Linked DNA regions of Mus musculus: all the other regions are linked to region 1. The links are chromatin contacts, called in public Hi-C and promoter capture Hi-C maps. All regions are on one chromosome and are shown on one strand. Each heading gives the region's core, a stretch centred on a gene start, on an enhancer-like site or on the middle of the called end of the contact. The rest is flanking DNA. Distances are from core to core; before and after follow the strand shown.

Region 1 (3,039 bases), core at 388-2,887:
TACTATATTCCCAAACTTCCCAACTTTGGTTCCTGTTGCCAACCTGCACTATGATTTTTCAGAGTCTTTTCATTTTCAATATGAAAAGCCGGCTAGGGAGAAGCCCTGGGAGAGAGCCTGAGCTACATACTGAGTTTAAGACAAGCTCTATACAGCAAGATCCTATTTCAAAACAAACTAACAAAACTGGACCCAGTACCTTCTTTAAAGGCTGTAGGCCTCATCTTGTATTTACCATGTATTTCCTGAACTGTACTTCAGGGCAGATGCAGAGAGGAACAAATGTGTTTCCTAACCACAAAGACACACACAGAATTATAACAAGGGAAAGGTATCCAGAATTATAAACAGAAAAATGATAATGTCATTATGGTGTCTGACGAAGAGCCACTTGCAGCTGGAGAAAGACTTTTTTGGGGAGGTGGCACATGGGCTGGGTCCACAGTCAGTAGAACTGGTGTGAGAGGAGTTCAGAAAGTGCCAAGTCATGCTCTAGGAACGTTAGTGATGGTAACACGGTAGTGGAACAGATGCGCTCAGTGGAGTAAATGAAGGAGAGTAGCCTGGAAAAGCAGACTGGAAAGCTACCAGGAAGGGCCCAAATACCAAACTATACAATCATGATTTCCACAGACAAGCTAAGCCAACTGACCTGAGACATTAGTTCTGGTTGCAGGGTGAGGGCTAGTCAGAAAAGGAAAATAACCACTAAAATACTGACTGTTAAAACCAACTTAGCAGACGTAGCAGGAGTAAGAGATGTAGCAGAAGGGAGGTAAGAAAGCGCACTGAAAGCATTCAGTGCTGACTGACTGGAGCTCACTATCTTTTCAAATTAAAATTCAAATACAAAAAGCACATTAAATGATCAAGTTAACAAATACAAGACATTTCTAATTTAATGCTATAGATGCATATTCATCAAAAGTTGCTATCCTAACATTTTAATTCCAGTTGCACATTAATAACTTCTACATATAATCCTGGGTTATGCAGTTTACTCTCGCTTGTAAGGGGTATATAGTGGATTAATTTACACATAAGCTTTACAATTTTCCTTTTTTTTTTTTTTTACATTCAACACTTTCATACATACACAGATCGGCCGCGCAACGTTACGCAGCAATAATTTATGTCCTTAATGATTTATTAATATGGTTGTTTCTAGTTTAAAGTTTTGCTGTCTCACAAATCTGTTATTCCGTACATTTTAATTCCACTGGACAAGCATTCACTGGATACTGAAATTAAAAGGCGTGCCGTGGACCCCGCCACAATATCAGCAGAAGATTCCTTCCGGAGAGGAGAACCGTCAAGACCCGGGCAACACACAGTTGTGGACATCTTGCAATTGGACAACCTGGACTTTTCTCCGAAAGACCCCTGCAGCCATCCCTACCCGCCCAAGCCCGGTGCTTCTCTCACCGATTGTTCTGGTTAAGCAAGGAGAACAGCGGGCGGAGGCGTAGCTCCGCCGCCTGCTCGCGAAGCTCGTGCAGCGGCACAGCCTGCACCACTGACTGCAGCGCACGAAGCTCCTCCAGCGGCGCCTCCAGCCGCGCCACCTCCCGCAGGAGCGACACAGCCTGCGCCGCCATCTCCCTGGCTCCCGTCTGCCCGCCCACCTACTAGGTTCCCAGAGCGCCTCTCTGAATCTCGCGAGATCTTACGGAGCGAAGCCTCCCAGCAGATCTGTCAAGTCTCGCGAGATCCTTTCTCAACGCGGTCCCCGCCCCTTTCTTTGGGGCCCGGAGTCTTGCGCGTGCCGGGAGACTAAGAGACTGAGACCGCCCAGGGGATCAAGAGGCTTTGTGCACGCTCTCCGCAGAGGCCTCCGTGACGGAACCGGGATGACTGAACCCGAGTCCGAGGCCAGGTGGCCATCAAGATGAGGCACATGGTCCCCGAAAACTTGGACGTGGGGCGCCGGTTTGACGTCTGTCAGCCAATGGAAGGCCTGATTAAGAGAAGTTTGGGGCCGATGTGCAGGAAGTTTTCGGCATCTTCCAGAGTCTGCGCGTGACGTAATCACCGAAGGACAGACATAGCATTTAGTGCGGAGAGAAGGAGCAGGCCATGGAGGGGCTGGCCTCAGACTCCGAGACCAAATGCACACAGAAGTGTCTGATGGAAATCAGTGGTCAAGGACAAGCTATATATATTTCGTGAAAGAGAGAGAGGAGAGAGAGAGGGAGAGAAGCTTAAAAATCGCTGCCATCTGCGAAACACGGGGTTGTTGGAGAAGAACCATTAAAAGCTAGTTGACAACCAACTATTTCAAGCCGTTGGAATGTCTGGTCAGAGTTGTAGACCTCATTTGGTCCCCTGTGCCAAGGAGATGAGTCTGTTTTGGAACGCATGGCTTCCTGTTCTTTTACGGAAAGAGACAAAAATCCAGGAAGCTTAGAGGAGACTAAGGATGGGATGCCCATCTGTATGTGTGTTCGCGCGTGCATGTCAGGGACTCAGGTGACAACAATAAAACTCTGCGACTTTACAAAGACCCTAATCCCACTCTTTTGGAAAAGGTTAAACTACCCGTTTCCCCATTTTATGTCATACACACGGAGAACTGTCACTAACCGTTGTCTTCTCTTTTCGTTACTTCACGATTATCGTACCCTTGAAGCCTAGAAGCTAATTGGCAGAGAAAACTCTTGAATTAAAGGTGTGGGTGATTATGAACAGAAGTCCCAGGCATTCAGACTCCTCCCCAGCCCTCCAAACTCCCAGGGGCTTGTTTTCTGTAGCCCTTGGATCATAATATTTTCCAGACATTCAGGAATTATATCAAGAAGACATTTGACCACTTTGCTCCCTGCGTTGAAAAAGAAAACTCACTTAAGTAACACAGCAGCCTTATACTACTTTTAGTAGTTGTAAAAGAAGTTTAAAAAAAAAAAAAGATGACACATAGCCAGTCATTCTTAAAGCTTGCGAGAAACTTAGGAGTATGTTGTGAGTGGCCACACACGTTTCCCTAGAGCTGATGAGATTTAAAAAGAATGGAGAATTGATTTGGTTAAAAATAATATTGGG
Region 2 (3,039 bases), core at 199-2,698, 410 kb after region 1:
AAGGAAGAGACATCATTGTGCAATTTGCTTCTGGCACCTGGAGGTCTCTCCATGCCTACTGAGTGCCTACTATGTGCTACCAGGCACAACTGGCTCTGACTTCTTTTTCTTTTCACAGTTGCTTTGTGGTCCATTGTGTGACAGTCCCATCACTTATGTCCCCAGGGCATTTGGGTCATTTCCAATTCTCTTTGAACAATGCTTCAATGCATATCCTTGTCCATTGCAAGCAGCTCTGTAGGGAATGTTGTATTATGTGTCTTGAATATGCACAATCTACTTTCTATCTAGAGAGGTGAAAATGGCTTATGCTTCCAGAAATGTTCCTGCAAGCAGTGTGGGCTTTAATCACCTCCCTGAGTTGTGCCCAGGGCAGCCCACTGTAGGCTACACAGGCTTGAAGGTGGGCTTCCTAGACCATGGAGCCCAGAGAATTCAAGGCCTCTACAAACACCTGATAAAATCCCATTTCTAGGGGTACTCACCTTTCTTGCCTTGCCCCCCTGTAAATCAGATCCTAGCTATTTACTGGGCATGGCCTGTGTTTGCTTGCCCTCTGCCTATATGCTGTTCCCTCCCCTGGAAATGTTCTCAGTCTCCCCTGCGACAAGACCCAGGCCATCTGAAGTCCCCATAACCTTCAGTCTCAGCTGTTCTCTGTGTTCTCTTAGCTGTGAACTGTTTCCCCTTAAGTGGGAAGAAACTGGGGAGGGAGACAGCAAAGTTAGATAGAAGTCATGCTATGTAGGCTCCCAAGGGAGCTGGGACAGCGATGCATTGCCTCCTGCAGACCAGGCTATCTGAGCAGGCCTGATCTAACCCTCTGCAACCTCTAGGAGACATAGTAGGTGGTACTTAGTAGTTTAACTTAGGTCCACATTTCCCAGTGATGAGGAGCGAGGGAAGGAGAGGGCCTGAAATGGGGCGGGGAGGTGGGGGGAAAAGGTTGCAGAAGGAAATGGAGGTGTTATCCTTTAAAGGAGATGGATACAAGTATTGCCCTGGGCAGGGGCAACCAGTCAACAGGCAAGAACTTTGTACAACAAACTAAGATTTGCTCAAAATAACAATAACAAAACAGAAAGAAAGAAAAAATGTCACTGGGGGGAGGGGAGAACAATCCAAAAAGAGTACTTGAGTTGGAAACCGCCATGAACTTGTTAGTTCATGCTAGGTGTTTTTTGTTGTTTTGGTTAGTTTTTGTTGGATCTGCTTATTGGACCAATAAGAAGGCGGTTGAACGGGCCCCAGAAAAACTCTCACTGAGTTAGCATCTGTTATATGTCAGACCACAGGCCGGATCTTCTGATTGGAAACTAGGGTCCAAGGGGCGACCGCACCCAGTCGGGTTGGTCCCAGTGGGAAGGGAACCCAGATGTCTCAGAGATCCCGGACAGATACCCGCCTCCCCCGCGGGCCGCAAGGCCCTCCCTGCTGGGCGGTCCTCAGCTAGGGCGGGATGGGACGGCCGGTTACTTAAAGGTTGGGGCGACCAAGGGTCCGCGGCCGCAGCCTGGGTCCTCACCGTCGCCATGGCTCCGTACCGCTCTTCACTGCTCTGCGCGCTGCTCCTCCTGGCGCTGTGCGCACTGTCGCCTTCCCATGCAGCCACCACATCACGGGGCAGGGCCCAAGAGAGGGCGCCCCAAAGTCGGGTGTCTGAGGCGCGGGTGAGTGCCCGGGGTCCCCGGGGCTCCCCGAGTAATTGTCTATTGTAAGTTCTTGCAGATACAGCGCTAGGAAAAGGGGAGTAATTCAGGTGTAGAATGGAAAAACTGTTTTGTTGCTTTGTAAGTATGTCTTGCTGCTTCGGGGCTCCTGGGGGCGGGGTTCGGGGGCCGGGGCCAAAGCTCTTTCCTTCCTGCAGGCTAACCTCACCTTGGCCGGATCTTTCCCCACTACTGATTTGGATCCCATCTCCTTTATCATGTCTAACTACTGCCCTTCTTGCTGGTCTTTCTCAGAGTCCTCTGCGTTTGCTGTTTGCTGTTTGTCTGTCCCCTCCCGTTCGGTTTCCCCTTTGAAAGCCTCTGGACAGGACTGTTATTTTATTCTCTTCTCTCTACCCTGATTGTGGTCTCCTCCCCTGCCCGACCCCTCCCACTTGTCTGCCCTTTCTGTTCTCTACTCTCCACTACCTGAGTTTTTCTCCCCAATCGCTTCTGACTTCTGCCTGCTTTTTGTTCCAACCAGACCTTCCTCTGTCTGAGGTGACCTGCTGACATCCCTCCTTGGGCGCAAACCTAACCGTCTGTCCCATTGGCACCTACAGAGCATGTCTGGCAGCCTTTCCCACCCTCAAACCTTCTCCTAACAGGTTCCCCCTGCAGACTTCAGGCTCCATTCCTTCCCCCTTTCCCAAGATGTGGAAATTTGGTGGGTGGGATGCTGGGGGCGGGGCAGGAGGGAGGAGGCAGACAGCTCAGGAGGCCACTTGGGCCCACTAAGCCAGTCCTTAGTGGGCTGTGATGATCCTTCCCCTTCCAAGGAGCAAAACCAACCACGGGACCTAGGATCGGGCCCCTTGCCCTTTGGTCCTGTTTCCCCATTTGCAGAGTAGGGGTGGATAATGCGTCCTAAGCCACAAAGGTTCTGGAAGAGAGCATGCAGAGTCACTGGGGACTGAGAGATTTGCCACTGCTATCTGGGAGTGTCTATCCATAGGGGCAGAGAGTGCCTTTGGAGTCCAGGGCTATCCCTCTATGTTGTCTCCCAAATGGGGGCCCCTGAAAGACAGCCTGCCTCTTTGTGCCTTAGCTATCTCCCCAAAAGGGAGGGAGCTCTCTGCCTCCTCTGTCATATCACCAACTAGGAGAGCAGAAAGGAAGACAGCCTGGCCTGGCCAGAAACTCCCAGAAAGGGGTTGATTCTCCTCTAGCACAGGGAGAGCTCGAAGCTGCCCTCCCTCATGCCTGGGGTCTCTCCTTGCTGAGACCCACACTTCTGCTCAGGTTCTGTCCTGTCTCTCTGCAGCCCAGCACTATGGTGGTGGAGCACCCCGAATTCCTGAAGGCAGGGAAGGAGCCTGGCCTGCAGATC
Region 3 (3,039 bases), core at 160-2,659, 290 kb after region 1:
AAATGATGTGGTTATGCTGTCTCGGCCAGATGCTGACCCAAGTCCATCAAGCCTTGTGACATAGTGTGCTTTTACTGCCAGGAATACTCTGTGTTTATAATAAAAATGTATTTTGAACATGTAGCTACTCTCTTAAAAAGTCAGCAAGTTCCTTAGCTGGGTGTTGGGTGGCACATACTTATAATCCCAGCACTTGAGAGACAAGGGCAGGCAGATCTCTGAGTTCGAGGCCAATCTGATGTCCAGAGTGAGTTCCAGGACAGCCAGGGCAACACAGAGAAACCCTGCCTCCAAAACAAAGCAAAACCAAAACACAGTAAAAATTTGAACATTCTTCATAGGCTATCAATGTCCGTATTGCCTGTGTTTAAAATCTTTTGATATTTATGTAATTTTTAGGGACTTCATTGATGGACATGTTGAGAATCTTATGACTGAACTAGAAATAGAAAAGTCTCTCAAACATCATGAGGATATCGTAGATGAAATTGAGTGCCTAGAGAAAACTCTCCTGAAACGTCGCTCGGAACTCAGGGAAGCTGACCGACTTCTGGCGGAAGCCGAGAATGAGCTTGCATGCACCAAGGAGAAGGTGTGTCTAGTGTGCTTCAGGCTGGCCCTCTAGGGGACACAGGCAACCTCCTGCTCTTCACCTAAAACTGGAAAGCAATGGTGGCAAAGAGCACGCTGTCCGAGCTGGGCATCTGAGCAAGTCACCTAGGTCCGCTGACTTTGCTAACCTTGTCTGTAAATTCAAGCTAAGAATGTGTGGTCTGTTGAGTGTGGATTAAATGCATGCTTTAGATTCCAGACACTGTGCTGTTTAGTTCCCAGCATGTCCTGCTTGCCCGGCTGAGTGTGTTGTGGGGCAGAGGTGAGGTGGTTGTTTGTTTGGTTTGACTTCGGACTTTTCAATCTGCGTCTTTTTAAATAACAAATCGATTGTTACAGAAATCTTCCTTCATCAAGTTGGTAACAGAAGTAATGATCTATTTTCAATTTCTGGGTCATAGATTTCTATTCATTTAGGTTCAGCCAAGTTGAAATTGAAAGAAAGAAAGGTTCTGAGATGTTCTTTGCTGGCACGTTACCTCTGGACTACCGAGTGAGTGGTAGTAGCATTCTTTAAGACACAATGCAGCATAAACCCAAAGAGGGAAAGTGACTTCCTAGGTCTTCATGAACGCCATTTCCTTTAGCTTCCCTGGCAGCCCTGGGACGTGGTGTTAACTCAGCTTACACATGCAGCCCAGAGTCACATAGTTGAAGCTCTGCCTTCTCTAGAGTTCTTTAGTTAAATGAGAATTCCAGAGAAAAAAAGGCCCTGGCACACAAAGTACCTCAGGAACTGTTTTTACTTTGTTAGTTCAACTTGGATCAATTTAAGTTAATAGAAACCCGTAGTTGTAACTGAGTGATTGGCTTCACCTATTACATTCTGTGTATCATGACTGATGTTACAGAAACACAGCTCTCACCTCAAAGAGGTACAAGATAATTTATCCTGGAGCCAATGGCCTGACATTTCATGTTCTGATGTATTAATAGTTTCATAAAGATTTTATAGTAACAACATACAAAAAAGCCATAACCCATGACATTTTCAAATGCATTGGTGGGAACATTAGAGAGGCGGGGGCAGCCAGGCAGAGACTGCAGCTGCGGGCTTTGGGTACTGTCTGGAAGCCTGCTGGTAAGTTCATAGAGCCCAAACGGTTTTTGGTTTTGTTTTTTAATCTGTTTTTCAGGATGTTGAATCAGCTTTCTCTGCTAGTCAACAGGGTGTTGGTCACCACCAGAGGTGGACAAGGAATGCCTCCTTAGGAGGCTGAAGCTAACGGAGTATAAATTGCAGTGAGTCTGTGGACCTGCAGACTTCCAACCCCTCCACATCATTACAGTCCATCTGCCTTTACAGGCATAGCTCCTCTCCCGGAATTCTTCACATGGTTCTAAATGAGAACAAGGAAATCCTCATGTCTCTTCCTATGGGCAGTCCTTTTACTGTAAATGTTAGGTTGCTGTGGTTATGTAGGTTATATAGGTGCTATGGGACTAGAGAAAACATCTTCCCTGTATTTATGTTATGTAGGTGTTATGGAACTAGAGAAAACATATCTCCTATATTTGTTTTAATCAGTGACCTTGGCAGTAGACACATAGAGGCAGAGTGACCACAGTGGAGACACTCTCCTCCAAGGGACTCCCCTAAGTAGATGATGAACCCTGCCCAAGGCTTTGCTAATGAACCAGCAGAAAGCAGCTGTCTGAAGAGAAGCGGTGATATGTCTAGCATTGTGGATCCTGCCGAAGAGATGACACCCAGTTAATAGACAGATTTCACATGCAGCCACATCTGACTCTGGAGACTGTTTGTGAGTCAGTGCAAACTAAAATCTTAGATATATTAAACTTCTTACTCTAGATGAATCAGGAAACCAAGTTGATTTTTTGAAAGTGTTTTTTGCCAAATCTTGCATAGGAGGACTTCTATGAAGTCTAAAGACTTCAAAGTAAGTCGCCATCACAAAGTGAGGGTCCTTTCATAATGTCTCAAGTAAGAAGAATCTGTGTGGATGGAGGCTTGCCATTGTCATTTAGTTGGCTAGGTTTGATAATCACATTTTTGGAATAAAAAGGTATCTCCATTCTCTTCATCTTCAGATGACTTTTTTCATAAACGCTCCATCTTTGTTGACACAAACATAGTTTTATATAGTTCCTCTCATAGTGCTTATACCATTTAAGATTTATTTTTGGTCCAGCATATTCTAACATCTGCATGCTGCAACATTGTCATTTTAAAGACTAAATAGCATTCTGTTTTATTACACTATTTTTATTTGTCAAGATTCATCTTATCTCGTTACATTTTTACACAGTAATTATTTGCTTCTGGATAATTTTCTAAGCATTAGATTCAGAGCAAAGGAATGTTTTTACATTTTTCTGGTTTTAATCTTGTTTTCTAAGAGTTGTACCAGTTAATACTGCCAATAACTGTAGTGAGTACTGCAGCCGAATTATTTTTAATGGCCG
Region 4 (3,039 bases), core at 397-2,896, 270 kb after region 1:
TTTGCAATCAGAGATCTGGGTCCATAACTCACCTCCTTTTTCTAGCCGCACAGTGCTGTGATCCCTGAGACACTTCTCCAGTTGCTTAGTATAAACTGTAATGTCCAGGGCTGTTATCCGATGAACCAGTGAATGTAAAAACACCAAGTCCAGGGAAGGACAGGCCTTACTTACACTTATTATTCTCCTTTTTTATAAATGTTTTCCCACTCCTGTCTTCCTCATATACTTTCAGACTAGAGTGTCACAGAGATAATTACTTTGGAAAGCAACCTGTTGGTAACTTGGTGAATTTTCGGGTGACATTTAGTAGAAGAGTTTGTATTTCAACTTGGATATGCCAGCATGACCCTGCGTCCTGTTGTTTATAAAGTCTGTCTGTGCTGGGCAGTAGCAGTTGGCCAGCATTTGGTGCTCAGGTTAGTTACAGTGGCTTGCAGATGCTTATGCAGCACTCAGGACGCTGCATTTAAACATGCTGAATCTTTGCAGGAGCTTGCAGAGCTAGAAAGTGCCCTCCAGGAACAGCATGAGGTGAATGCATCCCTACAGCAAGCCCAGGGAGATCTCAGCGCCTATGAAACTGAGCTAGAGACTCAGTTAAAACTAAAAGACGCTGAAACCAGCCAGCTCAAGCAAGAGTTGGAAAAACTCCTAAGGCGTACTCAGGTAAGTAGGAACATATGCCAAATACAAACCAAGCAGCCTGTGCTGTCTGTCCCTCTTTTGAGATAGCATCTCACTATATAATGTAGCCCAGGCTGGCCTAGAATTTATGGAAATCACCCTGCCTCAGCTTTGTAGTGCTGGGGTTATAAACATGGGCCACCACACCTGGCATTGTCTTAATACAGATATTTTTAATATAATGGCTATGGATTAATGGAACATATAAAGGAGCATATTTTGGGAGTCTGATGTTCTGAAATCAAACAATAGCCCTGTTAAAATGTGGCCAGATTGTTTCATGCCCCCCCCCCCAACCCCTGTTTTAGACAGCAGATGCTGGGGACGGTGGGCATGAATGCCTTGGTAAGTTAGGGTTTGATAGGCCTAGGGTTCCTTTCTCAGAATAGCTTTAAGAACTTCTATTTAAATTGACTTTAGATTTTAGTTTGCTGTTTCCTTTTATGATTGATTGAAAGATCACTCGTTTGTTATACTGGTAACCACCTTTAGAAAGGACGCCTCATTAGGGCATGGGGGTGAGTGGGAGTGAAAGGGATAGAAAGGGAAGGTGGGTGACCTTGACAAAGGGTTCGAGAGGGCAGTGTACTGCAAGATCTTCAGATGTCAGGGCAAAGAAAGTGCAGAAAGAAGATAAAAGTTAAGTAGCAGGGTGAAAGTGGGCACCGTAGCCTGTCCTTCATCAGAGTGAGATGGTCAGCAGTTAGGAGCACCTGACCTCTCTCCTAAGGCCCCAGGCTGGATCCCAGCACCCACATAGTGGCTCACAACCATCAAAACCCCAGTTCCAGAGAATTCCATGTCCTCTTCTGGCCTCTGCAGACACAGACATCCTTGCCAGCAAACACAGACACACAAAGTACAAAGTGATAAATGTAAAGGCACATGCTCTAGAGTGTGTGTGTGACTAGAAGAGGAAGCAAGAGTAGGCCTGTGCTGTAGTGATTAATGTTCTGTTCTTGTCTTACCAGAGATCGGTGTCTTGCCAAGTGTCAGTATTGTGTTTTCCAAGAGCACTACAGTTTATAAAACCCTTGGCAGGATCAGAGTAGCAAAAAGCAGCTGGTTAGGGGAAAGAAATTATTATTATTTTTTAATAGCAGCAAATAAAATTTCTAAATGCCATCTCTTTAGAATGAACTCCTTTTTGTTTTTGGTTTGCCCAAGCTACTTTGAATGATGGTCTTTTGTACTTGGTGACAGGCTTTTTCTCTCCCCCAGTGATGCAGATATAGGTCAGATTAGACCTTACTAAAAGTAGATAAAGGCAGGTTTATTAGAGGCAGCTCTCGGGTGGGCTCTCTGATCTCACAGGTAGAGGTCAGTGAAGTCATTCATCCAGGTTAAAGCAAGAGGGTTTTATAGAACCAGCTAGGAGCTGGATTGTGTCCATACGTGGTCAAACACTGAGTCCCTGGGCAGGCACTCTTGAGTGGGTTGCCAGAAACAGAGAAGACAAGAAGTAATATGGCATGTTAGTTATTAGCCCGGAGCTTTCTCTGTGTGGGTGGGGTTAGGGAAGGAAGGGCAGATGGTATTTCCCAGCTTGTGCAAGGAGGGTGGTGAACAGGGGTTCCAGCCTAACACTTGAATTTTAGGTAAGTCTTGGCAAAAATATTTTAAGAACCTTGATGTTTAGTTATTGAAAGCCGTACTCTAACCCTTAACTACCAGAACTGGGCTTCAAACCACATAGAAAGTATAGAGTATAAAGAATCTAAGTTTCTTGGATTGTTACACTTTAGTTATATGAAACCCTTTGCAAAGCTTGTTGGATGCAGATTCCATAGATATTCTGACCTGTCAGATCTGAGACAGAAACTGGTCATCTGCTGTTGTGCTTTATTTTGTTGTTTTTTTTCCTTCTCCCCTCTCCTGCTTTCCTTCTTCCTTTTCCTCTTTTTCCTTCCTTCCTTCCTTCCTTCCTTCCTTCCTTCCTTCCTCCCTCCCTCCCTCCCTCCCTCCCTCCCTCCCTCCCTCCCTCCCTCCCTCCCTTCCTCTATATCTTTCACGTTCTTCCTCTCTGAGATCAGGTCTCATTTTTGTAGCCCAGGCCAACCTCTCCCTCCTCCTGCCTCAGCCTCCCAAGAGCTGGGAATACAGAAATGTACCACTGTGCCAAGCTTCATCTGCATGTTCCAAAAATATGTGTATGAGTGTTGCCTGTAGGTATGTCTGTGTACCACACGCATATTTTTTTGTAACCTGCAGAGGCCAGCAGGTGTCTAATCCCTTGGACCTGGGGTTATAGATTGTTGTGAGCTACTATGTGGGTTCTAGAAATTGAACCCAGGACCTCTGGAAGAGCAACTAGTGTTCTTCACCTCTGAGCCATCTCTCTAGACCCCTCAT

Evidence for each region. Promoter capture Hi-C pulls out the DNA fragments that hold promoters and counts their contacts. A called contact is a pair of places that touch in the nucleus more often than the background predicts.
Region 2: a Hi-C map of adipose-derived mesenchymal stem cells shows a contact between it and region 1, with 2.3 times the contacts expected there. The contact joins the promoter of Gsn here to the promoter of Psmd5 in region 1. A contact is called at or near these places in 1 of 484 Hi-C or Micro-C datasets (adipose-derived mesenchymal stem cells) and 2 of 9 other capture datasets (adipose tissue and liver).
Region 3: a contact with region 1 is called in a promoter capture Hi-C map of liver, with 2.8 times the contacts expected there. The contact joins the enhancer-like site here to the promoter of Psmd5 in region 1. A contact is called at or near these places in 4 of 39 promoter capture datasets (cranial neural crest, liver and neural stem cells), 5 of 115 datasets of contacts at active chromatin or transcription factors (the SCID.adh cell line, embryonic basal ganglia, embryonic stem cells and 1 more) and 4 of 9 other capture datasets (adipose tissue, liver, macrophages and 1 more).
Region 4: a promoter capture Hi-C map of the HPC-7 cell line shows a contact between it and region 1. The contact joins the enhancer-like site here to the promoter of Psmd5 in region 1. A contact is called at or near these places in 7 of 39 promoter capture datasets (the C10 cell line, the HPC-7 cell line, HPC-7-derived erythroid cells and 4 more), 6 of 484 Hi-C or Micro-C datasets (B cells, embryonic fibroblasts, nephron progenitors and 3 more), 24 of 115 datasets of contacts at active chromatin or transcription factors (the 230-238 cell line, the SCID.adh cell line, T-cell acute lymphoblastic leukemia and 17 more) and 4 of 9 other capture datasets (adipose tissue, liver, macrophages and 1 more).

What each region holds. Positions count from the first base shown.
Region 1 is chr2:34,869,325-34,872,363 of GRCm38.p6, forward strand. It overlaps Psmd5 (proteasome (prosome, macropain) 26S subunit, non-ATPase, 5), which reads right to left and starts at 1,638. Exons shown (of 10, transcript NM_080554.2): 1 at 1,426-1,638. The coding sequence starts at 1,598.
Region 2 is chr2:35,280,932-35,283,970 of GRCm38.p6, forward strand. Gsn (gelsolin) reads left to right here and starts at 1,449. Exons shown (of 17, transcript NM_146120.4): 1 at 1,449-1,670; 2 at 2,974-3,039. The coding sequence starts at 1,533.
Region 3 is chr2:35,157,197-35,160,235 of GRCm38.p6, forward strand. It overlaps Cntrl (centriolin), which reads left to right. Exons shown (of 44, transcript NM_001379274.1): 26 at 400-592. Among named protein-coding and RNA genes, the nearest start is that of Rab14, 42 kb to the right of the region's middle. Within about 2 kb of position 1,410, at least 12 of the 459 cell types and tissues checked have an H3K27ac peak or open chromatin away from gene starts, as enhancers often do. A contact at or near this core is called in liver, where this site is marked.
Region 4 is chr2:35,137,140-35,140,178 of GRCm38.p6, forward strand. It overlaps Cntrl (centriolin), which reads left to right. Exons shown (of 44, transcript NM_001379274.1): 14 at 493-669. Among named protein-coding and RNA genes, the nearest start is that of Cntrl, 29 kb to the left of the region's middle. Within about 2 kb of position 1,647, at least 1 of the 459 cell types and tissues checked has an H3K27ac peak or open chromatin away from gene starts, as enhancers often do. A contact at or near this core is called in the HPC-7 cell line, where this site is marked.